Regions from separate parts of the Zea mays genome. Here region 2 is linked to region 1. Evidence: chromatin contacts called from public Hi-C data. All regions are on one chromosome and are shown on one strand. Each heading gives the region's core, a stretch centred on a gene start, on an enhancer-like site or on the middle of the called end of the contact. The rest is flanking DNA. Distances are from core to core; before and after follow the strand shown. Region 1 holds the start of LOC100282720 (prenylated Rab receptor 2). Region 2 holds the start of LOC103651056 (TOM1-like protein 6).

The links. A called contact is a pair of places that touch in the nucleus more often than the background predicts.
Region 2: a Hi-C map of endosperm shows a contact between it and region 1, with 4 times the contacts expected there. The contact joins the promoter of LOC103651056 here to the promoter of LOC100282720 in region 1. A contact is called at or near these places in 2 of 25 Hi-C or Micro-C datasets (endosperm and leaf).

The regions. Positions count from the first base shown.
Region 1 is chr3:188,750,498-188,754,598 of Zm-B73-REFERENCE-NAM-5.0, reverse strand. It overlaps LOC100282720 (prenylated Rab receptor 2), which reads right to left and starts at 1,923. Exons shown (of 1, transcript NM_001155627.1): 1 at 849-1,923. The coding sequence starts at 1,851. The coding sequence ends at 1,189. It also overlaps the pseudogene LOC103652421.
Region 2 is chr3:189,194,468-189,198,568 of Zm-B73-REFERENCE-NAM-5.0, reverse strand. LOC103651056 (TOM1-like protein 6) reads right to left here and starts at 2,361. Exons shown (of 9, transcript XM_008676654.4): 1 at 1,744-2,361; 2 at 816-894; 3 at 611-709. The coding sequence starts at 1,892.

The DNA of each region.
Region 1 (4,101 bases), core at 674-3,173:
GACAAGACATTGAAACTACCTTCCTGCTAGGTTGGTCCCTCCCTTTTTTCTAATTACTGAAACCACCTTCATAGATCGACTCGCGATGAACTGATGATTGGGCTGCCTGTACTGATGTAACATTAATACAGTATATCTATGCAGGAATCGGCACTCAACAAGAATGACATTGTTGGCCTGAACGATACTTCAGAACAATTTCAGCACCATATGACAGAAAATTTTAGAACAGACCCCCTACTTTTAACCGCAAGCAATAATTTCAACCAAAAAAAATCAATGCTAAATGTTGTTGGGAGATTGAAACAATTTTACTATGATGAACATGATAACTGCAGCCGAGCGAAATTTTGCAATGCTTTTTTCCATAGTAAAACACAATTAGCACTCTCTAAGTTTAGGGCACTAATTCAATAGCTTTGAGAGGATTACAGACAGCGTCACTCAACACTTTATGCCAACTTAAGCTTTAGCTGGTTGACTACCTTTGCCACAATTTTGGTTCACCGACTTTTTTGGCCCCATGGGCACCTTCATGTCCTGTAATTTCTGTACACTCAGGCACAGTTGTAGGGTGAAAAGGCTAATATAAGGATGCAATCTACCTGAGATCCTAACTAATGTACAACTTCATCATTTTAGAACGTACTGTACTAGTTATGTTCTCTCCAAAAAAAAAGAACTTATATAATCTTATAAACCTAGCATTGTCATATGATTTACCACAGTATAATATTGCTCAGAACATCAAACCCACAAATATTGCATACAACATTAAAAACTGATCACAGCCCCTAAGCATCCAGAGTTGACAATGGATTTTGTACACGAGGACCAAAATTTCTAATGAGGCAAAAATAACCAGAGATCCATAAAATTTGTCATGATGTAGAGTTGTACACATGAATGATGAATGTAAAGATCACACCGATACATGTTGGCATTTGACAATGCTTAATGGTCATTGTCACCAGATCTGGTGAAGTGCAAGAGAAGTACAGCAATTGCAGATCCTTGCGTAATTCCACACAAAGTAGAACAGAAAAATCGGATCCACTTATACAATGCTACTCGCAGGTGAGGTACCACATGAGCAAGGAGCTGGTTTATACAGCTTCTGGATCAGATCTCTATTTGACTTCAACTGAATTCGCCGAGCACAAGAATTTCCTACCGGTCCTTGATGCATCAAACCCCAGATCCGGGCGACGCAAGGAAGGAGATCAGCCTGCTGGTGGTGTTTCCACTGGACGCAGCGCTCGGATCATCAAGGAAGAGGTCCTCTGGAATGCGGCAGGCGCCGTGCGCTGCGACAATGGCGCCCCCGACAAGCAGCCCGGAGATGATGAGCGAAGCCACGGAGGTGAGGAAGAAGGCGAGCACAGAAGCGACGGTAAGGCCAAGCAGCGTCTCGCGGTCGGTGAAGGTGCGGCCGAAGAGCACGACGAGCTGGTCGGGGGCGCGGAAGACGTAGAGGAAGCACCAGGCGCCGAGGATGCTGAGGAGGACGAGGAGGGAGAAAGGGTGCGCCAGGAGCGAGGCCGCGAGGGAGAAGGCGACGACGGCGGCGTAGTTGACGCGGAAGTAGCCGAGGTTGCGGCGCAGGCGCGAGGTGGCCTCGGAGAGGGAGTCGGGGCGGGAGAAAGCCGATCGGTCCAGCAGCTCCGTCCATGGGCGCCGGTCCGCGAGCGAGCGCCGCGCCGTCTCGGCCAGCCGGCTCACGAAGAGGCGGAAGGCCGGCGTGGCGAGCGCCGCGTCGGAGAGGCCCGTGGCGGAGGACGGCGCGGAGCCGCCGCCGGCAGCCGTGCTGGTCACGGGGAGCAAAGGCGCAGGTGTCGCAGCGGAGGCCATGGTTGGTGTTGGTGCCTGAGCCTGACTGCCTGTTTTGCGGAATCTGAACTGGGACTGGGTCGACCTCTTCCACGACGAGTACGAACCCGAGCCCCGAGGTGCGCTTTCCTTCGTTTTTATGCTTCCGCAGATTGGTGCTTCTATGCCCGTCACCACTCACCATCATCACTAATACAGTGGGTACACGGCTAACACGGGGCCCATATGTCTCGTGCTTACAACATGCCTTTCCCACGAACGCACGATAACTCCTTCGGGTGTGCCTTCAGAACTAGGGATGAAAGTGGTAATCCGAACTGTTAGAACAAATTTAATATTTTAAAATAGATATGTATAAAATTTGATGTTAATCTTTTCTTATGTTATCAAGCACATTAGTACAAATATGAATAAAATATTATATAAGTTGTTTTATGTATTATTTGTTCTCTACAACACAAAAAGTTGAAAAATTTACCGAATTTGTTTCCGAATCCATACCGAAGTTTATATCTATTATTTGAGAAAATGTAGGATGAATTTGAGGTTTACCTTTTATGAATCTTAACAAGTTGGATATTAAAAATAAGAATACAAATTTGTATTGTATATTCTATATCCTATTTATTCACAATCAAAGAAAAAACTGATTACCGAATAAATATCGTTTCCGACCGTTTTCATCCCTATTCAGAACTGCAAAATAATCCGTGGGTCTAGACCTAACTTTTCACTGGGCCTCATTGGGCTGTAGGCCTTACTTGGCATTGAGATGGGAGACAGTACAACCATCGGTCTGGTAAGGCTGACCGATATATCTTTTCTCTACTAACTATTAAGTCATTAGTGTAGACTACCCTTGTGCCCCCGCCTCCCCCACGCTTCCTCTGCCCCTACCGCACAGTCCGCTTCCTCCGTCCCTTCCATGCAGTCCAACGAAACCCCGCACCAGTCGCCTCCGCGGAGAGGCAAGGGTACAGCTCGACCAGCTCATCGAACCCTCTTGGGTCGTTGCGCGCATTGGTCTTCTTCTCTATCCTCTCCCTGCGTTTGTCCTCCCAGATGAGCTTGGAGAGCCTGTAGATGGTGACGTCGTTGTCCTTCGCCGGGATCGTGCCGCGTTTGAGGCGGATAACGGCGTTGTCGTACCAGTTGCGGTGCGCGCACAACCGCCTGGTGATCTGCGCGGCGCTGAGGCGGCCCCACACCGCGGCGGCGAGGTCGTCTGCTAGGGGAAGTCGCTCGTGCTTTTGCCAGTGCGACGCGACGGTCTCGAGGATCGCGATCTCGTCGGAGGCCGGCCACGAGCGCACGGGTGGGCGGGGTTTCTTGAAAATGATGGACTCGGACTCTAAAGAGCCGTCCGAGAGCAGCGAGGAGGCGGCGGAGTCATCAGATTCAGGAGGAAAGTCGAAGGATGTCAAAGGTGATGGCGAGGGATCAAGATGTTCGTCGAAGCCGATGGGGGTGCTGCCGTCCGAGGACGCAGACGACTAGACGAGGGGTGCTCCTCCGATGTCATCGGCGGCGGCGAGGGTTTACGAAGCAATGGTTTGAGTATTTTGTTTCGTTTGGGCTTGAACGGTAGACAAGGCTAGGCTGGGCAGCTGCTTCAGCCAAACGAGGATAGAGCCAAAGAGGTGGTTGAGCTGAGTTCCAGCCTTCTAGGCACGCAAGCAGAAGCAGGTCGCCAAAGCTAGCAGGGATTGCGTCGTTGAAGCAATTAGACTGCGAGGCCAAGCGTCGTGAGTTTGCCTAGCTGCGTGGGGACAAAAATCAAGAGAAGGTAGGGCGAGCATGGATGGCTTGGTGCATCTGCGATGGCATTGGGGAATCGGCAGCGGGTGGAAAGATGCATTCATGCATTGCATGGGGAGCGCCGCTCAAATGTGTCTGCGCCGTGGCTCGACCGCTCGGGATGAATTCGGAGGGAAGAGGCGAACACGAGACTCGAGGGGCTGGAATACTGGAGCAGTCAACTGAACTCTAGAATGTTCGTGAGCTCTCGAGTCGTCGCTGTCAGAGTTCACACGAAGAGGTGGGAATTGTTTTCTGCCGTAGAAACGCAATCGTGCGACCGAGGAAAAAGAGGTGACGTGGATAGGCCAAAGAACCTGGAAGTGTTTCATTGCTCCTCCTGAAAGGTTTCCAATTTCTTTTTGAGAGAGATGATGATCAATATAATAGGAGGTGGAATGATATGCTTACAAATGGAAGCAATAATGATTGTTGCTACCCAGATCATAGTTTACATATTAGTTGAACGACAAC
Region 2 (4,101 bases), core at 1,112-3,611, 440 kb before region 1:
TAGAGCCTCCCACCACAACTATACTTTCCTATTTACTCTTGTCCGACTTTCACCAACTAGCACTACATCGTCCAAAAAAGCATACACCAAGACATTTCTCCTTGTATATCCCTTATGACCTTATCCATCACTAAGACAAAAAGGTAATGGCTCAAAGTTGTTCCTTGAAATAGTCATATTCCAATCCGAAAATCATTTGTGTCTCCATCGCTGATTCGAACTTCGAACATTAGTCATGATATTGTTGTACATGTCCTTAATGAGTCCAGCGTGCTCCGTTGGACCTTTATGTTTGTGTAAAGCCCAACACATAACATTCCTTGATATTTTGTTGTAAGCCTTCTCCAAGTCAGTGAAAACCATGTGTAGGTCCTACTTCTTATCCATGTATTGCCCGTCACTTGTCTTTTAAAAAAAAACTTCCATGGTTGACCTTTCAAATTGGTTTATAATGATCCTCGTTATTCCTCTCAGATGATGCTCGATAACTCTCTCCCATAGTCCCATAGCTTTATAGCATGGCTCATCAACCAATACGTTAAAAAATGTACTCTAAGAAAAAAATATAGGAAATATAAAAGTAAAGTAAGAATATTATTATATTACATACCTTCTTCTGGATAATTTTAACCATTTCTTGCAGAACATGTTGTTCAGCAACTTCAAACTGAACATATTCACCACAGTTCTTCATCATTGTCTCCAAAAGCTGCAGCAGTTTATAACTGATATGAATAAAATGAAATAAAACTTGTATCCTTATTGTGTATTAAATATCCTCACATGTTTAGTCTTGCCACAACAAAAGTACATACCGTTAAAGCAAAAAACTGAACCTTTGGGTCCTTGTTCTGCAATCTCTTTTTCACTGCCTTCACCACATCCTTTGTTTGCCTGATTCAGATGTTCAAAATCAATAGGATCAGCTGATAGGTACCGGAACCCAGAACCAATAAACCTTAAAATTCTTCAGTCATAGTAGTGTAATGAAACCATACGACTCTTCCAAGCAGAAAGGCTAAATGAAATGTTAGTATAAGATCAAAACCTTTGCACCATACAGGTAAATACAAACTGCAAATCCAAATTTATCTGCATTTCAATTGTATGGGGGCCACAGTTTGGCTTTATCATGAATAATCATTACGAAGTAAAATCAAACAGTATTAGCATCATTTGTTCCACTCGGTTCATGGAATTGTAAAAAAATAACAAGGTAATTGACACTCAATTGACCATTTCCAACAAGGGCAACACTTAGTGAAAGTTTCCCGTGCCAAAAAAAAAATCTGCTAGACTCCCAACTGTGGTACTTTGTGGATTTTATCACTTTGATTGTCCTTTCCACACACGATTCACAAATATTCTTGTTTTCCCATGTTGGCATGCAAGTAAAGTTGACATCTAGAAGGGCCATCATCTACAAGAATAACCATGTGAGAGGGCAAAAGCCAAGTTATACGTAAATCGCTTTTCCCCAACGCAGGCCACAGGCTAAAGTTAGGCCAATAAACAGCACCTAGTTCAACGTCACTACACCGAGGTATTCTTGTGCTCCGAATATGCGAGGCGGAGCAGAGTCATAACCTCCTCGCATACAATTGTCAAAACTCAAAACCCACCAAATTCTGGCCGAAACACAACGGCGACTGAGCGTCTACGGCAACTAACACCCATAAAAAACCGAAACCCCTACAAATTCCCCATGACGACTCGACAAGAAGTGGGAGGCAGCGCGCTCACCATACGTCGGCGTTGAGGATGTCGCAGATTTCGAGGTTGACGGCCCAGTCGGGCCCCATGAGCAGGTGGCTCGTGGCCTTCTCCACCCGCGACGACGCGCTCGGGCGCGCCGCGGGCGCCGCCCCCACCATGGCCCCTGACGGGTACATGGCCAAGCGCCGCCCACCGCTGGCAGGAAGGGCTAGGGTTCCGACCGGAGGAGGATTGAAGAGGGGCGAGTGATAATTACCGGCTCCGCCCACCGGCTGCGTTTAGGACAGAGGTTTGCAAAAAATCAGGGGCCGTTAAGGCAGCTCTGGCGAAAGCAGACTTTTCCGATATAGGAAAATACTATCAATATCCACCGGCGTGAAGCGAGTGCTTAGCTGTCAAGCCCTCGTGACATGTCTCGCTATTGACAGGCGGGCCCTGTCCCGAGACCTAGCGCTTTATAGTTGGTCAAAACTAGGTTCCCCAGGCTGAATTACGTGGTAAGTACCTCGCTAACGCTAATACTCCAATTCGGTGAAGACATCGAAACTTGTGCATAAAAATATTCAGCCCTCTATTTTTTATTTATCACTAGTAGTTTAAAACAATTAGATTTTAGGGTTTTCCCAAAATAAAGTACAAATTGTCAATAATCCAGAGATGTCATCATTGCATGCTCTTTTAATTATTATTATGGTGATTATTCTTTCTTAAGGGTTTGTTTGGATAATCTCGGATTGAAATGGATTGAGGTGGTATGTGGTGTATTGAAGTGTAATATGAACTAATTTTTTTTCAATCCCCTTCAATACACCTTAATACACTTCAATCCCTCTGTACCCAAACAAAGCCTAACAGGGCCTAGCAAGAACCTTAAAACCGGTGCGCTGGCTCTTGTTTGTAGTGGCTCAACCGCGCGATTCATTTTGGAGCCATCGTCGAGGTGTATTGTATATATATATATCATATATTCGGGTGATAAGGTCCATGGATGACAGGGTCATCAAATTAAAAATATCGTTACCCTCCAACGTAAGGATGCAAAACCTAACCACTCCTTGAAGCCGGCAGCGGCGAAAGCTTGCTGCTAAATGCTAATGAACAAAATATATACGTGTGATGTCACGATTCGTAGTTTGTTACGACAGCTAATGCAAAAATTAGTAAGGTATCAGGCCAGGAACGAGTGATTTTGTCTACCAGATGCTTCCAAATTTCTTCTCTGTGCAACTAAAAGTCTAAAAAACAAATACCAGGAGGACCCGTCTATTAGGCTGCAGTAAAAGAGCCATTCGTTTGGATTTTATCCGAAACGATTTCTATTGTAAGGTTTTGTCAATATAGACTACAGTCTGAACAACTACCTTTAATCTAAAGTGAACAGCTTCAAAGTCACTAGACCATTTTTTAGTGTGTTGACATGTGGGACACACTCTCTTTGTCACACCTGAACATGGGATATTCCAGCTTGGGGAGTTTCACTCTAAGAATTTCAGCTTCGGTTTTCCAGCTTCACCTTAAAACAGCTCTAACAAATTATTGAGGTGGATTCAATTATTGTTTGACTTGCACGTGGACATCGACTTCTGTAATACAATTGGTTTGTGTGAGTTTCCTTTATTACTATTGATGATTAATGATTGTCACGAGAGAACCGAAGCGTTATATTGTGTAACCAATGTCGTGGTGTGTAATTTTCATGCAACTTCATGAGAAGGTATAAAAATAGTGTTTGTGAAGTATCCTTTGAGGAGCTTCATGAATTTCAGCTGACCTTTAGTTTTAATTTTTCTCAAAGCTAGAGCTCGTGAAGTTAGACCTGTTTGGATGGAGTATGTCAGTACCCTCGATCACGGGTACCCTCTCCTACAACATGAAGACGCTGCATCCATACAACACCTTAAGTCCACGTGAAGAATGGCGCCCAACCCCACCACATTGGGCAGGTCCAAGGGCGCCACGTGGCAAGGAAAGGTGGTGCATCTCAGTCTTCACCGTTGGGTCCGGACCTCCGAAGAACACCGGACCCCTATACGTACAAGCCCAGGGCCCCAAGAAGGCACGCCAGGACCCTTGGGAAGGCTCTGGTCCCCCTCCAAGTAAGGTCCGTGCATTAGCAAGGTCCCGGAACGAGAAGGACCCTGGCATTAGGGGCGGGGGTCCGGTGTTGGCGCGTGTCTAGGCCTTGCCCTGCGCTTCCCACTACTAGCGCAAGGCTTGCGACATAAGCCAACGGGCCAAGCCTGACGCAAAGCCCACGAAGTCGTGCAGCCTCTGCATTTATTGCCGAAAGGACGTGTCGCCTGCCACCACGCTAACGGGCGACGTGTCCTCCCAGCATTTAATACGTCCTGTCCAATCCGATGGCAGGCGGCGTCAGGGCCATCT